2 separate regions of the Rattus norvegicus genome follow, and region 1 is linked to region 2. The links are chromatin contacts, called in public Hi-C maps. All regions are on one chromosome and are shown on one strand. Each heading gives the region's core, a stretch centred on a gene start, on an enhancer-like site or on the middle of the called end of the contact. The rest is flanking DNA. Distances are from core to core; before and after follow the strand shown.

What was found. A called contact is a pair of places that touch in the nucleus more often than the background predicts.
Region 1: a Hi-C map of liver shows a contact between it and region 2, with 3 times the contacts expected there. The contact joins two enhancer-like sites. A contact is called at or near these places in 6 of 12 Hi-C or Micro-C datasets (the A7r5 cell line, frontal cortex, kidney and 3 more).

The regions. Positions count from the first base shown.
Region 1 is chr3:125,952,178-125,955,784 of GRCr8, forward strand. It overlaps Bmf (Bcl2 modifying factor), which reads right to left. Exons shown (of 5, transcript NM_139258.2): 5 at 1,289-3,607. Among named protein-coding and RNA genes, the nearest start is that of Bmf, 20 kb to the right of the region's middle. Within about 2 kb of position 2,079, at least 15 of the 93 cell types and tissues checked have an H3K27ac peak or open chromatin away from gene starts, as enhancers often do. A contact at or near this core is called in the A7r5 cell line and liver, where this site is marked.
Region 2 is chr3:125,912,662-125,916,228 of GRCr8, forward strand. No RefSeq gene overlaps it. Among named protein-coding and RNA genes, the nearest start is that of Srp14, 15 kb to the left of the region's middle. Within about 2 kb of position 2,075, at least 27 of the 93 cell types and tissues checked have an H3K27ac peak or open chromatin away from gene starts, as enhancers often do. A contact at or near this core is called in the A7r5 cell line and liver, where this site is marked.

The DNA.
Region 1 (3,607 bases), core at 829-3,328, 40 kb after region 2:
CTCCCACGTTCTGGGAATAAAGGTGTTGCCACCATGTCCAGGTTGCCTCTTATCTTTTCAAAAATTCTGCATGTGTGGCAGATACATGTGTGCATGTATGAGGAAAGGCATACGTACAGGCTGGAGGTCAAAGTTGGGGTGTCTGCTATTACTCTATACTTTATACCTATGTTTTAAAGATTTATTTTATTATCTGTTTATGTGGGGGCATGAGGCACACGAGCATGAGAGGCCACAGACATTGGTTCCCTCAGAAGTTGGATCATAGGCAGTTGTCAGCTGCCCAATGTGGGTAGTGGGAACCAAACTCAGGTACTCGGGAAGAGCAGCCAGCACTCTTAACAGCTGATATATCTCTCCAGCCACTAATTTTTCATCTAATTTTTTGAGACAGGGTCTGTCATTGAACCGGAAGCTTATCAACTAATTTACAAGTGGCTGGCCAGACAAGCCCCTGGGATCTTCTGCCCCTGGCCTTTGGAATGGGTCCTTAAGAGCTATACTTAGAGTCAATCGGTGACTGGGGGTGGCTGGGGGTGCACACCTTTAATCCCAGCCACTCAGGAGGCAAAGGCAGGCAGAAACTCTGAGTTTGGGGTTAGCCTGGTCTACAGAATGAGTTCAAGGACAGCCAGAGCTATCCCCATCTTTGTGAACTAGGGATTGAACCTGAGGCCTCATGCCTGCTTGCCTCTACCACCAAGTAATGTTCTCCAGTCCTTTGCTTTTACAACAGGGTCTTGGACTCTATAGCCCAGGCTAGGAATGTGCGATCTTCCTGCCTCAGTCTTCCAAGCAGCTGAGAGCATAGCTGCCTATGCTACCACATTACCCTGATAAAAAAGAACCCAGACTTCAGCTTGCCAGGGGCGATGAGTTGCCTGTCGAAAGGCAGGAGGCTCATCTCCACCACAGAAGCTGCCACTGCTGGGAGCCAGAGGTGGCAGGACCTGTGGCACATTCCCTTCAAGGCTTTGAGGCCAGCAGAGCCAGGGAGTAAGGGAAGGCTGAAGTTCTATTACTGGCAAGGTCATTCAGCAGGTGGAGACCAGAGCATGGACCCAAAGCCAGGCTGACCTCCCCAAAGCCCCTTTGTCCTGAGGCACTGGGCTTCTGTGGCCCTGCTACTGTGCAGCTAGACTGTTCTTCTCAACTCCAAGAAGTGACAGACGGTGACAAGGATCCAACATCTCTGTTGGTAACTCGGGATATCGGGGCAGAATCACGTTACGAGTGATTGACGCTCGCTCTTGTGTTTTTAACACACCTTAGGAAAATAAAGAACAGACTGATTTAAATGGTTTTATTAAAAACGGTACCACTTGATGGGTGAGAGGGTATTTACACATGTATACAAATAAAGAACCAAAACAGTCAAATATTATATACAGGTTAAAACATAACAGTCCCCATTCCTTTCCTTAAGGCAGAAATGCCCAGACCCCATGCCAACTGAACTGGGGATGGAGGAAATGCTACATCTCACTGGGTCTCCCCATGTCACTTGCTGTGGACCCAGAGAAGGGGTAGAGACAGACAGCTGTAGAGAGAGGGGCAGTGCAAGCTGGGGGCCACGTATCTCATAGCACCTTGGCCAAAGCTGGGCACTTATGGAAGAGACCAGCTTTGTTCTGCTGTTCCCGTGAGGCTCTGTCCCCTAGGCCTGCAGCCCACAGGGAGCCAGAGAAAGTTTAAATGCCTGTGGCTCCACCCTGTGTCCCTCTGGGTCCAGCCAGGGTATGAGGCCAGGATAGCCTGCCTCCACAAGTCTTATATTCACAGAGCCAGTTTGCTCCACTGGGGGAATGGTGGCCACAGTACTGATTCCCCCACATCCTGCAGAGCCACGAAGGCTGGGGTCTTTTGCTACTCCATGCACCCGTACCCACTCCCTCTCAAGTTCCCAGAAACGGAAGCTCTCACCAGAATATTCTCCTCACTGACCAGGACGGTCACAGTGACTTCACTACTTAGTTCCTGGAAAGCTTGGGGCAGACAGAGGCCTTGGCTAGACTGTCCCCAACACCCACTCCCTGCCATGCTTGAGGTTGGGCTTGGGTTTCGTGGCTGGGGCAGCAAGGCAGGCCAGCTGGGCCTCTCTGGACCCTGGAGACAAGCTCTGCCACACAGCTCTGGACACAGCCCATCCCCTGGGGCCTGAAGGAGGTCACCGGGAGGTGATCTTTTTCCACCTCTGATTAAGCAAGACAAGGCCACTGGGGACAACTGAACAGCACAGCCAAACTTTGAAACAGAGAGACAGGGCCAGGCACAGTGCCCACCCCCCACCCTCCTGTGTACCACCCCAGCCTCCCCGGGGGAGTCAGTGACTGGACTGGGGGGACGTTCCCCTCCAGATCTGTTCACTGGCTTTTAGAAATGCCCCTGGGGATTGTGAATTAGGAGATCAGTTCAGCCCCTGAATATGGGGCTTCTGTTCCTCTAGGCTATTTCGACACTGAGTTTCCCAGCCCCTCTCCCACCCCCATCCTCAGCACACCACAAAAGCCCTGCTGCCTTCAGCTGGTTACAGGTCACCACACAGGTCAGACCTTCCCTCCCTCTGAATCTGAATCTCCACTCTTCACTAGAGACAGCCAGGCTCCTGGAGTTGGGGAGAGGCAAAGGGGAGGGGCTGTCCTGGGAGACTCTAAAGCCAATTCAACAGGCAGAGATCACTGGCCAATTAGAGCAACCAGCCAGGGGGAACCTCTTGCCTCCTTGAGCTGGGCTTCCAGCTGCCTCCTAGATCTAGGGGTGGTGGGGTGGGGTGGGGGGAGGGAGCATATTTTTATTTATTTATATTTTCCAGTCCTGGGATCTATCCAAGGGTCTCTTGACTGACAGGCAAGCCCTTTATCTCTGAGCTTCAACTCCAGCCTGGATTCAGGTTGGTGGAAGATAAAAGAGGGTTTAAGTTTCACCCTGGCTTGCCCAAGTTAGTGAGGTTGGTCCTAGTTCGGCCCAAAGTGAAGACAGTGCATTCTGACCAGCTTCTGCCTGGTCCCAGGCTCAATGTTCAGGTCAAACTCTGGGCTCAGTTCTCAGGCCACAGGGTACCCAGCCTGTACCTGGCAAGGTTGCTGAAGCTGACAGCTAAGCCTTAGCTCAGATGGAAAGTCTACTAAATCAGGTTAAAGGTGACTGATGTACAAGGTTCTGTATGGGGAGGGGCACACATGTACCACCAAGAACATACCAGAAGCCTGCCTGCCTGCCTGCCTGCCTGTCCTAGCCTTGATCCAGGAAAGGGGCAGACCACATATGTCCCACACACATCTAAACGGCAGAGGGAGTGGGATGTAGGAAGGCTGGGCTTCACAATAATTAGTGTGCCTCGGAACCAGTCTTCATATTCATTTCTTGGATCCCCTCTCCTTGCAAACAGGAACCCAGTTTCTTAGCAGACGAACCATGGTATACACCCTGAGAAAATGACTGTGGCCAAGAAGAGGTAATATCTCCAGGTCATCTGAGCAGAAAAGCACAAAGGCTTGTACGCATGCTTTAAGTTCCTCCTCGGGACCACCGAGAGCACACAGTACCTCTGTGCAAATCAGGAAGCCATCCCTAACTCTGGGCAGACCCAGCCCACATCAGGATGTGC
Region 2 (3,567 bases), core at 825-3,324:
GCTTTTTTTTTAGCTCATGCTTGTAGGGAACAGAGGGACACCCAAGTGAAATCCTGACTGAATGAGTATCGCTAATGTGGGGATACCCATGTCAAGGATTATAGACTCAGACCCATAGAAAAATAGCAGTCTCCATCTCCTGCCAGGGTGGGCCTCAGAGGGAACTGGGAAAAGCCTTCACTTCTGGTCCATGTGTGGATGTTGACAGTGCATACAGAAATGTTCATCATAGCTTTATCCCACCAACACCTCCATGTTCAGGGCCTTAAGAATGTTCCTCTACAGGGGTTGGGGATTTAGCTCAGTGGTAGAGCGCTTGCCTAGGAAGCACAAGGCCCTGGGTTCGGTCCCCAGCTCTGAAAAAAAAAGAAAAGAAAAAAGAATGTTCCTCTACAGAGACCGGACCTGCCGAGTTAGCTAGACTTGATCCAGTATACATTAATCTTGCCTCCTTGCTTATCTGTCTGTATTAACATCGCCTCCTCCTTCAGCCGTACACGGTAACTTCCTGTTCAAGTCTATATAATAGTCACTGAGCTTCCAGAGCGCTGTGGTTTCTCCATCCAAGAGCCCGGTCCACCCAGCCCAACTTCCTGTATGGTATGTCTGTGTGTCTGTCTTTTTGTCATTCCCTTGCTGTCCACCTCAGGTCAAGTTCCAAGGACTTAACACATGCTTACGTTGAACATCATTCCCCTGCCTCTGCCTTTTGAGTACTGAGAGTGTTCTTCTGCACCTAGCTCTCACTCTCTCTCTCTAAGAAACAGGCAATGCTGGGTGAAGGAGAGATTTGAATGTGGCACCTCAGATGCCAGTGTTTGGGGGAGATACATAGGATTTCCTGTAGCCTACAGACTGTACCCCATAAACAGCCCCTGGTCCCATGTGTCTTGTACAGAAGCAGGGTTGGGGCAGCGCTCATGCAGGGTGTACCACGCACCGTACAAAGGAAACTGAGGCCAAGTCAGGGATGCCTGGTTGTTATACAAGCAGCCCTGTCCAGAGTACCCTGCCATGTGAAGGCTCTTGCTCCCCTCCCGGCCTTTTTTGCCCTACGCTGTTAGTGGGTGGGAGTCAGGGTCCTTTACTGATGATGTCTGGGGTCCCAAATTTATTTGTTTGTTTTCAAGGCAGGTTCTTACTGCATAGCTCTGGCTGTCCTAGAACTCACTATGGAGAACAAGATGGCTTGGAACTCAGGAGATCTACCTGCCACTGCCTCCCGAGTGCTGAGATTAAAAGAGTGTGCTGCCATGCCTGAGGGTCCCAAGTTTAAACTTTCCAGCTTGAAAGGAAATGGCAGGAAATAATTCACTGAGGATTCCGGTACAGATCACTCCCCGGGCTAACTCCCAAAGCGAGAGATACTCTCATGTAATCACTCAACCTCAGTAGACCACTCTGAGAGGTGAACAGGTGCAGATTTATTCAGGGAAAACAGACACAGAAGCAGACTGCCCATCTGAAATTATGTCAGTGGATCACAAACCAGCTGAGTCACAAGACTAGAACTGGAAACACAAAGGCCCCTGAAGATCTTTCTAGTCCAACCTTTTACTTTTCTACTATTCTTTCGGGGGTTGGGAGCAGGGGTTGGCTGACTTGGTTTGTGTTTTTGTGTTTGTGTTTGTGTTTGTGTTTGTGTTTGTTTTGTTTGAACTGGGTTTCATTAGGCAGCCTTGGCTGTCCTGGAACTCACTCTGTAGACCAAGCTGGCTTCAAACTCAAGAGACCTGCCTGCCTCTGCCTCCCAAGTGCTAGGATTGAGGATGTGAACCACTGCACCCGGCTTCCTCCTAGTTAACAGAATTCTTAGGAAAACAGAATGGGGTTCAGAAGGAAGAGTAGACACTGGGAGCCTTGAGGTCCAGGACTGAGGAGTAACCGCCCTTCACACACTCTGAATCCCCACCTTCTTAGGGTAGCCAGGATGGAGGCTTAGGCTCCTTTCCAGGAGACAACTCAGGTTGTCTCGGGGCAGGTGGGCCTGTAGGTCAGCCTCAGCCACCACTGGGAAGGAGAAGAGGCAGTTGCAGGCCTCACACCACAGGCGCCAGGCCACAGATTAGAGGCAGCTTCCTGCTTGGCTCTTGTCCAAGGCCATTTCACAATTGGGGGAAGAGTGCAGGGCTGAGAGTACCAGGTTACTGCTCTCCCCACCCCCACTCCAGCCCTTCTCAGGCCCCCTAGGGAGCATGGGCCAGGCCCTGCTGCGAGTTCAGAGTGAAGAGAGTTGCAAGAAAGAAGACAGAGGCTGGAAACATTTGCAGACCCTCGAGAGTGGGATGGAGGGGCACTGCCACCTCTCTCCCTCCTCCCTCTCTGACCACCTGCAAACACTTACACAGCAGGGCTCCTTTTAAGGGTGGAGTGGTCAGCTCAGGTCATTCCCATAGCAACTCTCCTGCTGAGTCAGAGGGGTGCCTGGACAGCCAGGGGCCCATAAGTGCCACAAGAAACAAGGTCATGGTCAGCTTCCCATAAGGAGACAAAGTGCCTGGCAGACAGCATGTTCCACAGAAGAACGTGGTTCTTCATTTCAACATGCCTGAGGCCAACTGGCTCAGCTGACTGAATTCAGGCAGGAACCAAGACAGAGACATAAACGTGTGCTCAAGATTCACTGTGCCCTTGTTTATGTGGTCAGCTTTGTGCTGGTTCTGTGTGGGATTGAAGTAGGAGGCAGTGATAAAGCACCCAGAGTCTCCTGTCTGTCAGTCTTGAGGAAGAGACAGAACAAACCTAGGTGAAATGTCAAACCACAAGACAAGGCAGGAGGAGGCAGGGCCCATACTGGCATGCTACATGGTCAAGGAGAGCCACTAAGCAGAGAGAGACAGCCTGTGTGCAAATCTCAGGAAGAATGAACCAGAGGGAGACAGAGCAAAGAGAATCAGGCTGTGCAGAGAAGACAAGAGAAATCTTTCCCACAAGGAAAGGAGAAGGGGACAGGACTGAGTGAGCACATCTGGGGGACAAGGACCTGCTTCCCCAAGAGAGCTGGTGTGCCTTGAAGCCAAACGTGGCCAGCCATACACAGCTTCCTTGTTGAGACCTTTTTTTCCTAAAGCTGGCTCCCAGGTATCCACGGGAAGTGTCTGAGGAAGGTTACAGTTTAGAGGGTGAGTGTGTGTGTGTGTGTGTGTGTGTGTGTGTGTGTGTGTGTGTGTGTGTGTGTGTGTGTGTGAAGGCCAGGGAGACCAGTCTCTCCATCGCAGGAAGTGCTCTGACAACAGGAAGCAGCTGCAACATGCTCCAGGGTCCTACTAATGTCTCTCACTCGCCTACACTGACTGTTGTCCCCCGCCCCCAACTCTCACCCCCACAGAACAAACTGTTCTTCAAGAAACTCTGGGGACAGAGGGTTCACACCTGCTCCCAGGTCTGTTTGGGTAAGTCTTCATGAGCCCAGACTGAGAGCCCAGTAGAGCCCGGCTCAGCTCAGCCTTCCTCTCTCTCCCCCTATCTCCTCCCACCCCAGACCCAGGTACTGTACACTGGGACACGGAAGCCCAGACATTAGCTCCGGGAAAACTGGAAGAAAACACCTCATCCTGGGACTCTCAA